Regions from separate parts of the Gossypium hirsutum genome. Here region 1 is linked to region 2. Evidence: chromatin contacts called from public Hi-C data. All regions are on one chromosome and are shown on one strand. Each heading gives the region's core, a stretch centred on a gene start, on an enhancer-like site or on the middle of the called end of the contact. The rest is flanking DNA. Distances are from core to core; before and after follow the strand shown.

Region 1 (7,299 bases), core at 110-2,609, 100 kb after region 2:
CGTTAAGAGATACTTTTGAACAGCAAAAGAAATGCTATCTCTTGGGGAAAAAACTAGTTTGTTTCATTGCTTCCTTGAAATTAAGAGATACATTTGACTTATTCTTTTACTCTTTTTTTTTTTTTTACAATTGTGATTAGAACCCAGATTAATTTGAGAAAGAGAGTAAACTGCATTTAATCTATTAAATGTTTGTAGTACGGTCAAATTCTATTATTAGTCTATATGTTATATTTAAGTTGTGGATTTAATTCATATCCTTTAATTTAGAGGTGTTCATGGGTCAGGACCGACTCAGCCTAAGCATGATACTAACATTCTTTATACTTGCCCAAACCCAGATTGGCCCGAAATATGGACCTAAAAGTTTGCTCAAACCCGCTCATATTTGCAAAAGACTAACCCAAATCTATTTTAGGCCCGCTCATATTATTTTTTAAGTTTTTTAAAAAATTAAATTAAATTATTTTAATATTTAATAAAATATTATATTTTTATTTATTTATTGAAAGTTTTTATATAGTGATCTTAACATTATTTTAATGTTTATAGAGTAGTATTATATATTTAGTATAGGTTTATTTTTTTAATGTGCTCTAAATTACATAATAAATGAAAATAACATAATATAAAGTATTATAAACTTAAAAACAAGCTTAATTTTTTTGCCTAAACCTATTTTTCGGACCTAATATTTTTGCCCAAATCCTCTCAAATTTCAAGTGAACCTTCGGGCCTGGGCGAGTAACTCGACCCAAGAACAAGTTACTTTAATTTGGTTAATTTTAATTTTATACTTTTTTTTTTAATTTTGAAGTTTTTGCCATGATTCAAGTAGTAGCTATTAAATCTATTAATTAAAATAACATAATCTTTTTTTCTAGTATTATGGGGGAGGTAACAAGCTTGGAAGAAACTTTACCCCCTTATCTAAATAGAATAATTACAATTATAGCCTTCGGAATAATTAATCAGTTAATTTAAGCTGTTTAACTTTTTTATTAATGAGAAAATGACATTTTTGCCCCATCCCATAATTAGAAATCCAGTTTAAACCCTTTAACAATAATTTCTTAGCTTCGGCCCTCTTAACATTTTCGAAATATCAATTTTAAGATCATTAACACTGAATTTTCAAAATTTTAAAAATAAAGAAACTAAAAATATCTAAGCTAAAGAATCTAAATCCACGTCTTACATAAGGATTGGTAATAAAATTTGACACATATATAATTATAAAGCCACATGAATCATATTAATTAATAGTTTACAAGTTGATAAGCAGGCTGTGTGTGGCCGTGATTGGGTGGAGCCAAACCGGGCCAACGCACAGTTTAATGTAGGATCTTCCCATCACCTTTGAACGATCCCGTCATAACTGGACTGTGATTGTGCATCCTTCACACGTAGGACCCAAAAAGTACCCCAATACTCCAGAAAGTCACAGATGAGTTTTGTATATTAATAACAATACTTGGTGGTTGATAGTTATTTAATATTTTTAAATAGAACCCACATCTTATTTGATATCATTTATTATGTTTTAGAACAGGGTATATACCTGGCATGTTCTGTGCATGTTATGGGTTTTTTATAAAAATTATATTAAAAATAATTAATTACAAAAATAGTATTGAATCTAGATTTTTTATAAAAATGAATATTTTTATAGTAATTTTGAGTGTCGTTTGACATATTGGTGACACGGTAATTTTTTTAAAATTGATAAGGAAAAAAAAGGCTGAAAATGTGAATATATATTAAATTAGTGCCGTCAATATGTCAAACGGCAGCCCTTGATTAAATAATAAAAAGTTGATTTCCTCTCTTTTTTTTTTTCTTTTCTTTGGTCTGGTAAATGCAAGCAAAAAAGAAAAGATGTATATAGAAATGGAAATGTAGGGAAAATGCATTAAAAACCTAGAAGTAGAAGTGGTTTTAGGAAAAGTGAGGTGAGTGGTATTTGAAGAATATGTTATCGAGCTGCCATTGACTACTCTAAATGTTTCCTCGTTATTGTCTGATGTTGGAACCACAATTTTATAAGATTAAAAATTGAATTTTTTTAATCAAAACCAACTTAAAAAAAAAAAACTTTTTCAATATTTTTACCTATCAATTTAATAAAACTCTATTTTTATAAATAATCTAGATTCAATAATCTCTATATATACCAGTTGTTTTACTTAAGCGATCCAAGTGTTTGAAATATTGTGATAGGGTGAAAGATTGAAGGAAAAATCTCTTATAACTTCGATTCTAAACCTACCCTTGGCCACATTTATATATCTTAATAGAGTTCATTTTATCAACATGCAACTTTGTATAAATTCGAATTGAGGTAAATTTTAATTTTATATATTAATTTTGATTTAATGTATAATTGTATACATGAATTTTAGTTTGATGTAATTATACATATAAAATTTTAATTGTGATTAAAATGTATGCTTGAAACTTTGATTTTGAATTAATCATACACATTTAAAAAAATACATCAATTTATTATTATATTGAATAAATATAATTATTTATATATGCAATATATAAACATAATATAATATTATATCAATAACTATATTAATAATTTACAAGAATTTACAACGAAATTGAAATACAACGAGATTGAAAATGGAAGAAAAAAATTGTTTTAGGTTATGTTATAATCAAACATAAAGAATTTCTCTTAGTTTTAGATTTATTTTTTAAAGAAAAACTTGGAAGTAGATTTACAACGAGATTGAAAGAGACTACGGTTATTAAGATTAAGCAATTTGAATATTTGATATTTTTTCTTTTGGTATTTGAGATTGTTTTTATTGGTTGACGAAAAGCACATAATGAATTTAAAAAATACAATTGAAAACCGGATACCCAAATTTTTAAAGTGAAATTCTCTACAATTTTTTGACCAAAGAAAAAAAATCGAATACCCAAATTGTTTAATTTGTTTAATTTTGAAAACCTTAATCTCTTACTTTATGTTCCATTGTAAATTTGCTTCCAATTTTTTTTCTTCAAAAAAATATTAAATCTAAAAGTAAGAGATTATTTAAATCTTTTTGTTCCTAAAACTTGTATTACATGGAGAAAAAGAATTAGGTGTTATACTCTTTATTTTAGTGAGATAGATTATTTTAAACTTAAGGTTTAGATTTATCCATTTTTTATTCTTATTTTAAAAGTTTTCACTTTGTTGTCACAGTTTACGTATAATATAATTTTGAAATTAAAACATATTAATTGAATAAATCAAATAGTGAAAAATAATAATAAATTATTTTAATAGACTTTTGTGCATGAATATTGTGTAAAAGATATCAAATAATTTATTTTGTTAATAAGACAATCGATAGAGGATTATATTAATATATAATCCTTATTACTTATTTTTTGTTGTATAAAATTATATATTATTGTAATGAATTTAACGTATGGAATTAAATTGATTAACTCATTTCTAAATATGCAAAATAATACTTATTTTTTAGGTTTAATATTATAAAAAGCCTTCAATTTTTTTTAAAAAAAAACTTATTTAAGCTTTTGCGACCTTTTTAAACTTAATTGAGCCATTGAATTAACAAAACTGGTCAAATAGACTCTTTGACCAATGTTGATCATTACAGCACTAATGTGATCGTTAATAACGCTGACGTGGCGCTCCATGTCAACGACAACTACTCTAGGTTCATTTGAAGCGGAGGCAACTTGGTCATAGGAGGAAATAAGGTATACCGTTTCGTTGAAGAGATGTTCTCTTTTGGATGCATGTTTTGAAAAGTTAGGGCACTGTGTTCGTGAAAATTTGACTTGGGTTAGTTTTGATTTGGCAGTGCACAAGTCGAAGGCTAGAAGTCTTCCAGCTTCTAAGCACAAATTTGACTTAGTTAATTCCCTACATAGTTCAAGATAGGCCTGTGGCGGGCTTTGGCAAATATAGCATTGTGGAAATGCGAGTCAAGGTGGAGATTTGTTGAGTATGCCTCATATTTCAATCAAATTTGAGAGATAATCTTCCAGTTAAACTCTATTTATTTGTTTCAATCGAACTCTGATTAATCTAAATTATTATTTTTTATTATTTGACCTACAGAGTTAGCCTATAAATAGGCTCTTTTACAACCTCAAAAAATACATCCATTAAAGATTAGAACTCATAACACTTTTCGAGAATTTTGTGTTTACACTTTGAAGGTTCTTTATTTTCGGGTTTTGGGGTTTAATTTTTATCTCTATCTTTTGTACTCTTCGTTCTTTTGCCATTATAGTAGAATTATCTTTGCACGTGATTTTTTATCATCTTTAGAGGGGTTTTTCCACATTAAATTTGTGTATTCAAATTTGCAATTTCTTCTGCTATTTTTACTTCGTTGCTTAATCAGGTCAATCCCCAACACCAACAATGAATACAATGTTGCAACATTGAAGGGCATAATTAGGGGTGAGCATTCGATCGAATCAAGTGAAAATTTTGAGTTAATCGAGTTGACAAGTCCTCTTTTATCATCCTAACTCGATTTGAATTTTTTTTTAAATCAAGTTGAGTAAAATGAAATTCGAGTTGAATTGAATCGAGTGAAATTGTTCGAATTAAATTAAAAATTAAACATGTCAAATTAAAATCTTGTTACAATATAACTAATTCCATGTTGGAGCACATAAATTTGAAACCATATATATTTGAAAACTTTTTCAAAGCAAAACAATAATAAAAAAAGATATTTTAGTATGATAAACTTGAATCATTAATTAACTTATTTAGATCCCAAAATTATTATTTTAGAAAAATTTTAAATTTTCAACTTTCTTTATATATTATTTTAAATTTTTTAAAAATATGATAATTTTTTAAAAATATAATTTTGGAATTTTATAAATATTTTGAATTTTAATTTTTTTTTGTAATTTTTTGTTGAGAAAAAGACTAATTTGCTCATTTTCAAAACTGACAGGGACCAAAGGGGTATTTACACTAATCTGTTATTCGAATTGTAAAATTAAACTCGACTGAAACTCGAATAACTTATTTGAGTTGACTTAAATAACTCGATTCAATTAACTCAAAATTTAAAGTTTTTTTCGATTTTTTGAAATTAAATTGAATTTTGCTCACCACTAGGCACAGTGTTACAATGTCATAGTTTGCAGCTAAAAAAGATGATTAACTTTGACCTCAATGTTGTGATCGTGCAGGATGGACGTTGCAATGTTGAGGTTGTAATTGCCAAATTAAGGATGGCTATCTTAGGGTAAAAGATGAAAATTTTCATCAATGTTGCGACATTGTGCTTCAAAGAGTTGTTTAATGAAGGGAAAATAAGACATTTTTCTACTCCATAGCTTATGGTATAAACACCATTTCTTCTACAATTAAGAAATAGCAAAGTTCATTTTCTTAGATTAGTCTTTTGGTTAGCAACTTTTTTAGAGAGTATTTGCATTTCATTTGTAATTAAATTAGATTCTTGTAATTTTAGCTTGCATTTAGTTTCTCTTTTTGTTTTCTTTTGTATTTGAACTTAAACTCCCAATGAAGTTGAAGATTTCAAGCTTAGGCATGGATAACTTTAACTTTTGAAAAGCTAGAGATTTGGATGGATCTCCTCATCACTTTTGTTTGAGAATTTCTCTCTTTTTCTTTAATTTCTTTCTTTTAAATTGTGATATAATGTTATATCTTAATGTATTTGTAATGACCCAAAATTCACGGGCATCGAAAAAGTATAATAACAGGCCTCCGTCTTAGTAAATTGAGTTCGAAAATAATTATTAGAAATATTTACGAGACTAGTTGTGTGTTTAATTAGATTTTTATTTAGTGAATATAACTTAATTTAAAGTAATTAGGAAAAGGATCAAATTGAATAAAAAATGAAAGCCTAATTATAGATTAAAAGAAAGTAAAAAGGGCTAAAATGGAAATTAAACCATTTATATGAAATGAGGCGGCATACAAGCATTAAAATCTAAGATTTTATTTGAGTTATACATAAATATTATATATATATTATTATTATAATTATTAACCATTGTTATGGTTTTATATTATTATTATTATTATTATTAAATAAAGTAAATAGTAGACAAATGGATGGTGATAAAATAATACATGTGTAATTAAAATATGTATATATTTGTAGTTTGTAAATTTAATTTGCTTATTAATTAGTATAAGATATTTATTATTTATTATTAGTTATTATTAAATTAAAAGATATTTAATAATTAAATAATTAGTATAAGATTTTTGGGTAATAATAAATTATGATTTTGCCAAGTGTGTAGTAAAAATAAAATACAAGTGTATTACATTTATTTATTTACTTAAAATTTAAGTAAAAGATATTTATTAATTAAATTATTATATTAAAAGATTTTTTTTGATGAAGTAGTTTTTTTTTTAAATTCGACAGTATTAAAGCATGGAAATAAAACACAATTGTCCATATTGGGCTAGACCCAATAATTGAATCTTAAAAAACAAGAAAACGGCCTTACATCAGTTTAGCCCACAAAAGCAAAACAAAATTAAAAATAAAAAACTCCAGCCGAGCGGTCAATAGCCTGCATTAATCATGCTGTCTTTTCCTCTGTCCAAGGCCACTGAAAAGTAAAACCAAATCCCTTCAAATCTTTTGCCTCTCTGATTAATTTTACTAACAGACATTTCTTCTTTCATCTCAAACGTCTTTCACCCTTTCCAAAATCAAAACTTATCTCCTTTCCCTTTTCTCCGAATAATCCAGTCCATTTGGGTCTTGCTCTTCATAGAATGCTCTTAAGGTCTCTCCTTCCAGGTATTGTTCCTCTCCCTTCTTGAGTGTTTCTTTTGCTAATCTATGTGCTTCGAAATTTCCAGTCCTTGGTATAAAGAAGAATCTGATATTTTGAAACAAACCTTTTAAAGCTTGAATATCACTGATGATTGCTCCTATTTCTGATCTGTCGCGATTTTCCTTTGACATTTTGATACAACCGTTTTTGAATCTCCAAGAATGTCTAAAGTAAGATATCTGATATTGTTAATAGGGTAAATGATAAAATGATAAACCAAACGAGTTGATTAAATGAGATATTGAAATGAAATGAAAAGGGTAAATTGTGAATTGAAATGTGATATGAAATTGAAGAATGAACCTAAGGTTCATGATATGTCCAAATTTAAATTGTGGATATATGATATTGTTTGATGAATTGCTATTGTTGAGATATTGAATTAAAATTTGTATATAAGATTTATGCATTATATGTTTATTATTGTTATAATTTGAATTATGGTAATACCAATGAGTATGA
Region 2 (7,526 bases), core at 2,765-5,264:
TCAAAATGTATCAAAAAAGTTATTTGTCTGTGAACTTTAACAGTTGACCGTTAAAGTTAACTACCCCTAATTTTTTTCAATTAAAACCACCTTTGTCACAATCATGGCTTGACATATGGTAAAAAAATAAAAATCAATAAAAGTTATAAAAATTATTAAATTAAAAAAATTAAAAATTAGAATTTTTTTATAAAATGCATCAAAAAGATCCTTTAACCATTAACTTTAACCACTGACCATTAAAATTAACGACCCTAGTTTTTTTTCCAGTTAAAGTCATTACGTGTTACAGCACAGCATGACATGTGGCGAAAAATGACAAAAAATAAAAATCAATAAAAGTTATAGAAAAATTATGAAACGCTTCTTTTGGTACGATAATTTTTATATATTTTTTTATGAAATTTATATTGCTTTACATTTTTTTATAATTTCTTACTATTTTTTAAAATTTTATAAATTTTTTTTTCTATATTTCAATATATTTTATAATTCTTTTACGATTTTTATAAAATTTACAATTTTTTTTATGTTTTTTTATAATTTTTAATATTTTTAATATTTTTATTAAAATTTAATAATTTGTATAACTTTTATTTTTATCATTTTTTGTCACATGTCACGTCGTGGTGGCTTTAATTGAAAAAAATTTAGGGGCGGTTAACTTTAACGGACAACTATTAAAGTTAACAGTCAAAGGACATTTATGATACATTTTGAGAGTTCAAATACCCAATTGACAGGAAAAAAAAAACAAACACTTAAAATTTATTTTTATTTTGAAAAAGTAAAGAAATTTAGTTCTAACTAATAAATACACAAACTAGATTTATTTACGGATTATGTATGATAACTAGTTCAAGGTTTGGGTAAATTTTTATTAGATTAAATTTTATTTATATGTTGAGCATTTTATATATTGCTAGTATTATTTTCCTTTTCAAGTGTTGTGGCAAGCTTATATATAGGGGATAAAAGAATTCATGTGTCTTGAATTTTACCGACGATGGAATTATACATTGGTCCTTTTAATGACGGTAATGTGACAATTTAATATATGACTTTTGAGGACAACTAAGTAATTAATGGGCTTGAGATTCTCGATGCGTCTAGCAAAGGTGGTCATCATGAAAACTTCTTGGTTTATTGTGGTTTAAGGTTCACCACGCTCACCCAATTAAAAGTTTACTCGGTGTAGACACGTTAACTTGTGGTTTGCTTGTTGATGATACATGGAGGGACATGTGGAGAAGGTATAACAATAATATAGTTTTTGACCCCTAAACTTGGCAACTAAGTCCTTTTTGGTACTTGTACTTTTTTTTAGTCCACTTTGGTCCTTGAACTTCGCAATTAGATTCATTTTGGTCCATGAACTTATTTTATTAAGATTTAATGATGTGACCATTGTTATTGGAATATGACCAAATTAGAAAAACTAAGAACTGATCGATATAACAGTTCGAACAAAAAGGGTTGAACCAATCGACTAGGAAATTACAGATACAAAAATCGATAGTTGAATAAGGTGAACTGATTTAATATTTTTTTTAGATTTTTATAAAAAAATTAATTAATTATTTATTTATTTTTAATTTGATAATTGAACCAATCGAATTGATTGAATCGAGAATTGGTGGTCTAATATGTTCAACCAACAATCAAGTTATAAAAACATTGGAGTGGGACTCTGATATTGTACTATACCATCACTTGAAAATTTATATAATTTTTAAATTTTCAAGTAATGGTGTGATACAATATCAGAATTTCACATAATTAAACTTTCTGTTAGAGATTGACCAGATTAAGCAAAAAACAAGTAAAAATAGCAGAAAAAATTGAGAAATTGAACACACAAATTTAACGTGGAAAAACTCCTCCAAAGAGGATAAAAAACCACGGGCAAAGATAATTTTACTATAATGGCAAAAGAAACGAAGAGTACAAAAAGATGGAGATAAAAACAAAACCCCAAAAACCTGAAAACAAAGAACCCTCAAAACGTAAACACAAAATTCTCTAAATGTATTATGAGTTCTAATATCTAATGGGTGTATTTTCTAAGGTTGTAAAAGAGCCTATTTATAGGCTAAATTCATATGTCAAATAATAATAAAATAATCTAAACTAATCAGTGTTTGATTGAAACAAATAAACAGAGTTTAACTTGAAGATTATTTCTCAAATTTGACTGAAATAAGAGTCATACTTCGACTCTATAACGAACGAGGGACGTTCGATTTCACCAGTCACTGTAGAACCTTCCAAAATATAAACATTGTCAATTCTTTTACCTTTTAACAAAACGAGAGCTCCATGAGATAATTCAATGCCGCTCGACTCAATGTTGATTCTACATCCTTTCAAGTCTAAAATACTCAAGGAGATGAGATTCTTTCGTAAATCAGGTACATACCTGACATCTGAGAGTGTCTTAATCGTCCCATTGTGTATCCTAATTTTAACAGTACCAATATCAATTACCTTACTAGATGAATCGTTTCCCATGCACACAACTCCACCTTCAACGGAGTTGTATGTGGAGAACCATTCTCTATTGGGACAAATGTGGAAAAAACATCCCGAATCTACACGTGAGCTTGGAGTTATCGCTCGTTGACACTAACAAGAAATCATCACCACTTTTATCGGCCAAATTAGCACCAGCTACATTTTCCTCGTTACTCTCAGCAGCTCTTTTATTTCACAATTTATAACAATCTGCTTTGACATAACCTAACTTTTTACAATAGCGACACCTTTTGTCTCGTTTCTTTGATGCTATCAAAACGGAAGCTTTCCTATATGCCTTGCTATCCAAACGAAGCTCATTGTTGATTTTGTCTCTACTCAAAAAATGACCCTTCACATCTTCGAACGAGAGTTTGTCTCTGCCATAAATCAGGGTCTCCCTGAAAGACTTGTATAAAGGGGGGTAAAGAGCACAATAATAGCATAGCTTGATCTTCATCATCAATATGAACCTCAACGTTCTTTAAATCATTTAAAAGAGTAATGAATTGACTGATGTGATCTCTAAGAAGCTTACATTCGTTCATGCAAAATGTAAATAGACGTTGTTTCAACACTAAACGGTTAGCTAGAGACTTAGTTGCATAAAGAGTTTCTAACCTTTTCCACAAGGCAGATGAGGTCTTCTCCATCAATACCTCCTGCAATACCGTATTCGCGAGGCACAACTGGATTGCAAATAAAGTCTTTTCATCAAGCTCTTCCTATTCTGTTTTATTTAGATTCTCAAGCTTTTTCCCGGTAACAACCTTTTTCAAACCGGATTGAACTAGAATTGCCATCATCCGAACTTGCCACAGATTGAAATTTGTCTCACCATCGAACTTCTCAATTTTTAACATTGTTGCTGTCATATCTGAATGGGTTGATTTATGAAAATTGAACTAGCTCTTATACCACTTGTTAGAGATTGACCCGATTAAGTAAGGAACAAGTAAAAATAGCAGAAAAATTAAGAAATTGAACACACAAATTTAACGTGGAAAAACTCCTCCAAAGAGAATAAAAAACCACGGACAAAGATAATTTTACTATAATGACAAAAGAAACGAATAGTACAAAAAGATGGAGATAAAAACTAAACCTTGAAAACCCAAAAATAAAGAATCCTCAAAACGTAAACACAAAATTCTCTAAATGTGTTATGAGTTCTAATATCTAATGGGTGTATTTTCTAAGGTTGTAAAAGAGCCTATTTATAGGCTAAATTCATATGTCAAATAATAATAAAATAATCTAAACTAATCAATGTTTGATTGAAACAAATAAATAGAGTTTAACTAAAAGATTATTTCTCAAATTTGATTGAAACAAGAGTCATATTTAGCACTTTTGAGAACTAAAAACAGACCTCATTGTAAAGTTCAAATATTAAGGTGGACAAAAAAAAATTATCCCTAACTTAAACAAGATTTGTGCTCCAACTCAGCAACTTCTAGTTGCTTCTTATCTTATTATTAGCAATAATTTATTAATTTCACAGCTTTTCCTTTTCTCTATAAGCTCCTTCCCTGGGAGCCCCACCCCTTTGACTTTCTGCTTTTCAATCTTCTTCTTTCAAAAGTTTGATCATATGGATTCTCCTTTCAATTGCCTTTTGTTTGGTAAGTTTCTTTCTTAATTTACTGGGTTTTTTTCCTCTTCGTTTTCTATCTTTTTTTGTTTCTGATTTTTGGGCCTTGGATTTCGCTTCTGTTCTTAAAGATTTGGATGATACCCTTTACCCTTCAAGCACTGGAATAGCTCAGGGTATCAAGAAAAACATCGATGGTTAGTCACTGCCATTTCATAAAATTCTCCAATTCGTCATACTTATTTGCACCAACATGGGAAAGATAATAATAATAAATAAACATTTGAACAATTGAAATTCATTTTCGTTTTTGACACTTCTGTAGATTTTCTAATTGAGAAATGTGGAATGTCGGCGACGAAAGCTTCAAATCTCAGAGTCGAACTCTTCAAAACTTACGGCAGCACCCTCGCCGGACTGCGAGTAATTAAACATAACTTTAATGATTCCAGATTTAATCCTTAAAAATGGGAATAATTTGAAGTTGGTTTGACTTGTTTTAGCAGGCGTTAGGGTATGACATCGATGCCGATGATTACCACGGGTAAGAAGCACCTTATCCAACATTCATTTCCTGTATTAATCTAGAATTCATTTGATGATCAAGATCCTTTCATGTGTTGCTAGTTTTGTCCATGGGAGATTGTCATACGATGTGATCAAGCCAGACCCTCAGCTACGTTCTCTGTTACGTAGCATCACCCAAAGGAAAATTGTAAGTTACAAATCGTTAACAACATATGAAACAGTAATCTAAAGCGCTTTCAAATTTGGTGAAACAGATATTTACGAATTCGGACAGAGTTCATGCGGTTAAGGTAATGAAAAGGTTAGGAATAGAAGACTGTTTCGACCAAATCATATGTTTCCAGACACTGAATCCTAATTTGTCAGAATCAAAGTGCGTCGTTCTCAAGCCGTCGACGGATGCCATCAAAATTGCTCTTCACGTCGCACGTGTTGATCCCCCACGCACCGTAATATCCCTTTTTTTCTTTTTCAATTTCACCTTCTTCTTTTTTTATTACAATTAAATTATCTAGATGCTCTCTTTTTTTGGTGCAGCTATTTCTAGACGACAATGTTCAGAATATATCCGCTGGAAAGACTTTGGGCCTCTGGACTTGTTTGGTAGTTTCCAATTTTTTAAATAAAAAGAACTACTCATTTAAAATGCATGAATCTAATATTATTGTGTGGTCTAAGGTTGGGAAGAGTGGTGAGGCAAAGGAAGCAGATTATGCAATAGAGGAAGTCAAGAATTTAGGGGATGTGATACCAGAAATCTGGGTCAACAAACAGGATGGTGGTGAATCGGAGTTGGATCAATTCAATATCTCTGGGGACCTAATTGAAAAAGATGTGGGCTTAGCTCTTACGGCCCCACTATGCACATGATTAAAAAAGTCATGTTAACCAGCCATGTATAATGTAACTGACCCATCAATGTCAGAAGCTTCAATTGCATAAATTAAATTCACCTTTGCTGTAAGTGTTTAACATTTCTTTCGTTTGTAATATTAATAATATTTCTTATAGTTTTTATGTTTTCTTCTTAATTAATATGTGCCATGTCTCAACTTGTTACATTGTAATTCATTAAAAAAAAATCCCATCTCTGAGTTTATTTAAATTATTTATAATTTTTTTTAGAAAATACACAATAACAATAATTAGTGTCTGTATATACATTCTTTTATGTAGTTCATAATAAGGATTTATCTATCCTTTAAGGCATAAAATATCTTGGGAAAGCGACCACGTGTCATAATTATAGATGATGAGACTCAAATTCAGACCTTCAAAGTTTGGAGTCTTGGTTTTTGTCAATTTCACTGAGTTCTCTTTAACATTTTATTTTTAAACAATGTGTTTAAAGTAATTGTTCATACATAGACTTGTAAATCAATTTAAATTTTTTTCGATTGGATCAAACAAAAAATTCAAATAAAAATTTTGTTAATTATTTTTATTGTTATTCTAAATGATGTATTAAATAAGTTGATTTGCAATCATTTTAAGATTCATAATAAATTTTACTCTATTTTTAAGTTATTTAAAATAAAAGGACCTGATTAGTACGTTTATTCATAAATTAATTTAGTATCTGTTTCCAACCCACTTTGGATTAAAGAAGAAATGGGGGACTTACACAATTATTTTTATAATGATTCGGTCCCAATTATCTAATTCCACTATTTTAGTGTATCTCAATCAAGAATTTTTCAATACTCTATAAGAATTGATACATTTCAAGGAGAATATAACCTTTATAAATTTATTTTTTTCTTAAGTCTTAAATAAAACCTTTTCCCCCTAATTTTTATGGTTCAACTAAACTCCTGCCCATTCACAATTGGTGATAAAGATGAAGTAAACAAAGGTATGTCTTTACAAAGCTAAGTTCCACAAAAAATGAAATTAGAATGATAAAAGATTTTACAATTACAACTTTGTGACTATATACAAGAGAAAAGTGAGAACTAAAGATTTTGAAGTTTTTCTCGTCTTTGATATTTGGATATGTGTCTCTGTAGTCTTAAAGTATTCTTGACTTGTATTTATACACTGTAATTGATTTGTGTTTCTTGACTAGCAAGACTTGTCAGTTCTTGACTTTCAACCACATAATTTTTTTCACCATCCATTGATGAAAAACATTAACATTGTAATTCATTGTCCTTAGTTGCTCAAATTCGAAATTATCAGGAATTAAATTAAGACCAATTTACTTAATATCGAAATTAAAAGTAATTGGAAAGATTTTTTACCAACAAAATTCACCCTCCTAAAAACTATATTTTCAAAAACTCTCTCACAATCTCGTTTACGTTAAATCACTCACAAAAGGCGAACAAGTTTACTCACAAATGACCACTGAATTTTAAACTCCATTGTTTTGGTTACGGGTGAAAGTGCGGTGCAGTTGCAGGTTCTTGACGTAATTGTGAGAGGAACTATGGGTATACTTTGTGTTTATTAAATTTCTGTCCATGTCTAAATACCAGATTGTTGTATACTTCATTATTCCAAATTTCCAATTAATGATCTGTAGTGAAGGTGTTTTGCCAAACAATAAACGACAAAAGATGATGATCATATTAAAAGAAGTAAGGGCGTAAAGCAGCTGAAGCCTTGTTTTTGGATGCCGCTGCATTTTCTTCCTACAAGTAAAACCGATATCAGTCTCTTGGTTTAATTTAGCCCGCTTTACTCGGCCCTGGACCAGCCATAATTTCATGATGTTAGTTCAAGTACAATCCTGTGAACTAGAGTGTTAAGAAATTTACAACATGAAAAATAATGATAAAAAAAGAAGAAGATTTTTTTCTTGTGCTATTAGTTAGCATTATCATAATATCAGACGCTTTTACAATGTGAATACGAAAAAAAAATGAAATTTCAGATCAATGTGATC

Evidence for each region. A called contact is a pair of places that touch in the nucleus more often than the background predicts.
Region 1: a contact with region 2 is called in a Hi-C map of leaf, with 2.4 times the contacts expected there. The contact joins the enhancer-like site here to the promoter of LOC107954254 in region 2. A contact is called at or near these places in 6 of 34 Hi-C or Micro-C datasets (callus and leaf).

What each region holds. Positions count from the first base shown.
Region 1 is chrD07:20,511,967-20,519,265 of Gossypium_hirsutum_v2.1, forward strand. It overlaps LOC121219083 (a long non-coding RNA gene), which reads left to right and starts at 6,548. Exons shown (of 3, transcript XR_005915729.1): 1 at 6,548-6,800. Within about 2 kb of position 1,360, at least 3 of the 9 cell types and tissues checked have an H3K27ac peak or open chromatin away from gene starts, as enhancers often do. A contact at or near this core is called in leaf, where this site is marked.
Region 2 is chrD07:20,406,949-20,414,474 of Gossypium_hirsutum_v2.1, forward strand. It overlaps LOC107954254, which reads left to right and starts at 4,015. Exons shown (of 8, transcript XM_016889759.2): 1 at 4,015-4,139; 2 at 4,240-4,305; 3 at 4,434-4,531; 4 at 4,615-4,652; 5 at 4,736-4,823; 6 at 4,891-5,085; 7 at 5,174-5,239; 8 at 5,315-5,653. The coding sequence starts at 4,109. The coding sequence ends at 5,506. It overlaps LOC107956665, which reads right to left. Exons shown (of 1, transcript XM_041096647.1): 1 at 7,422-7,526.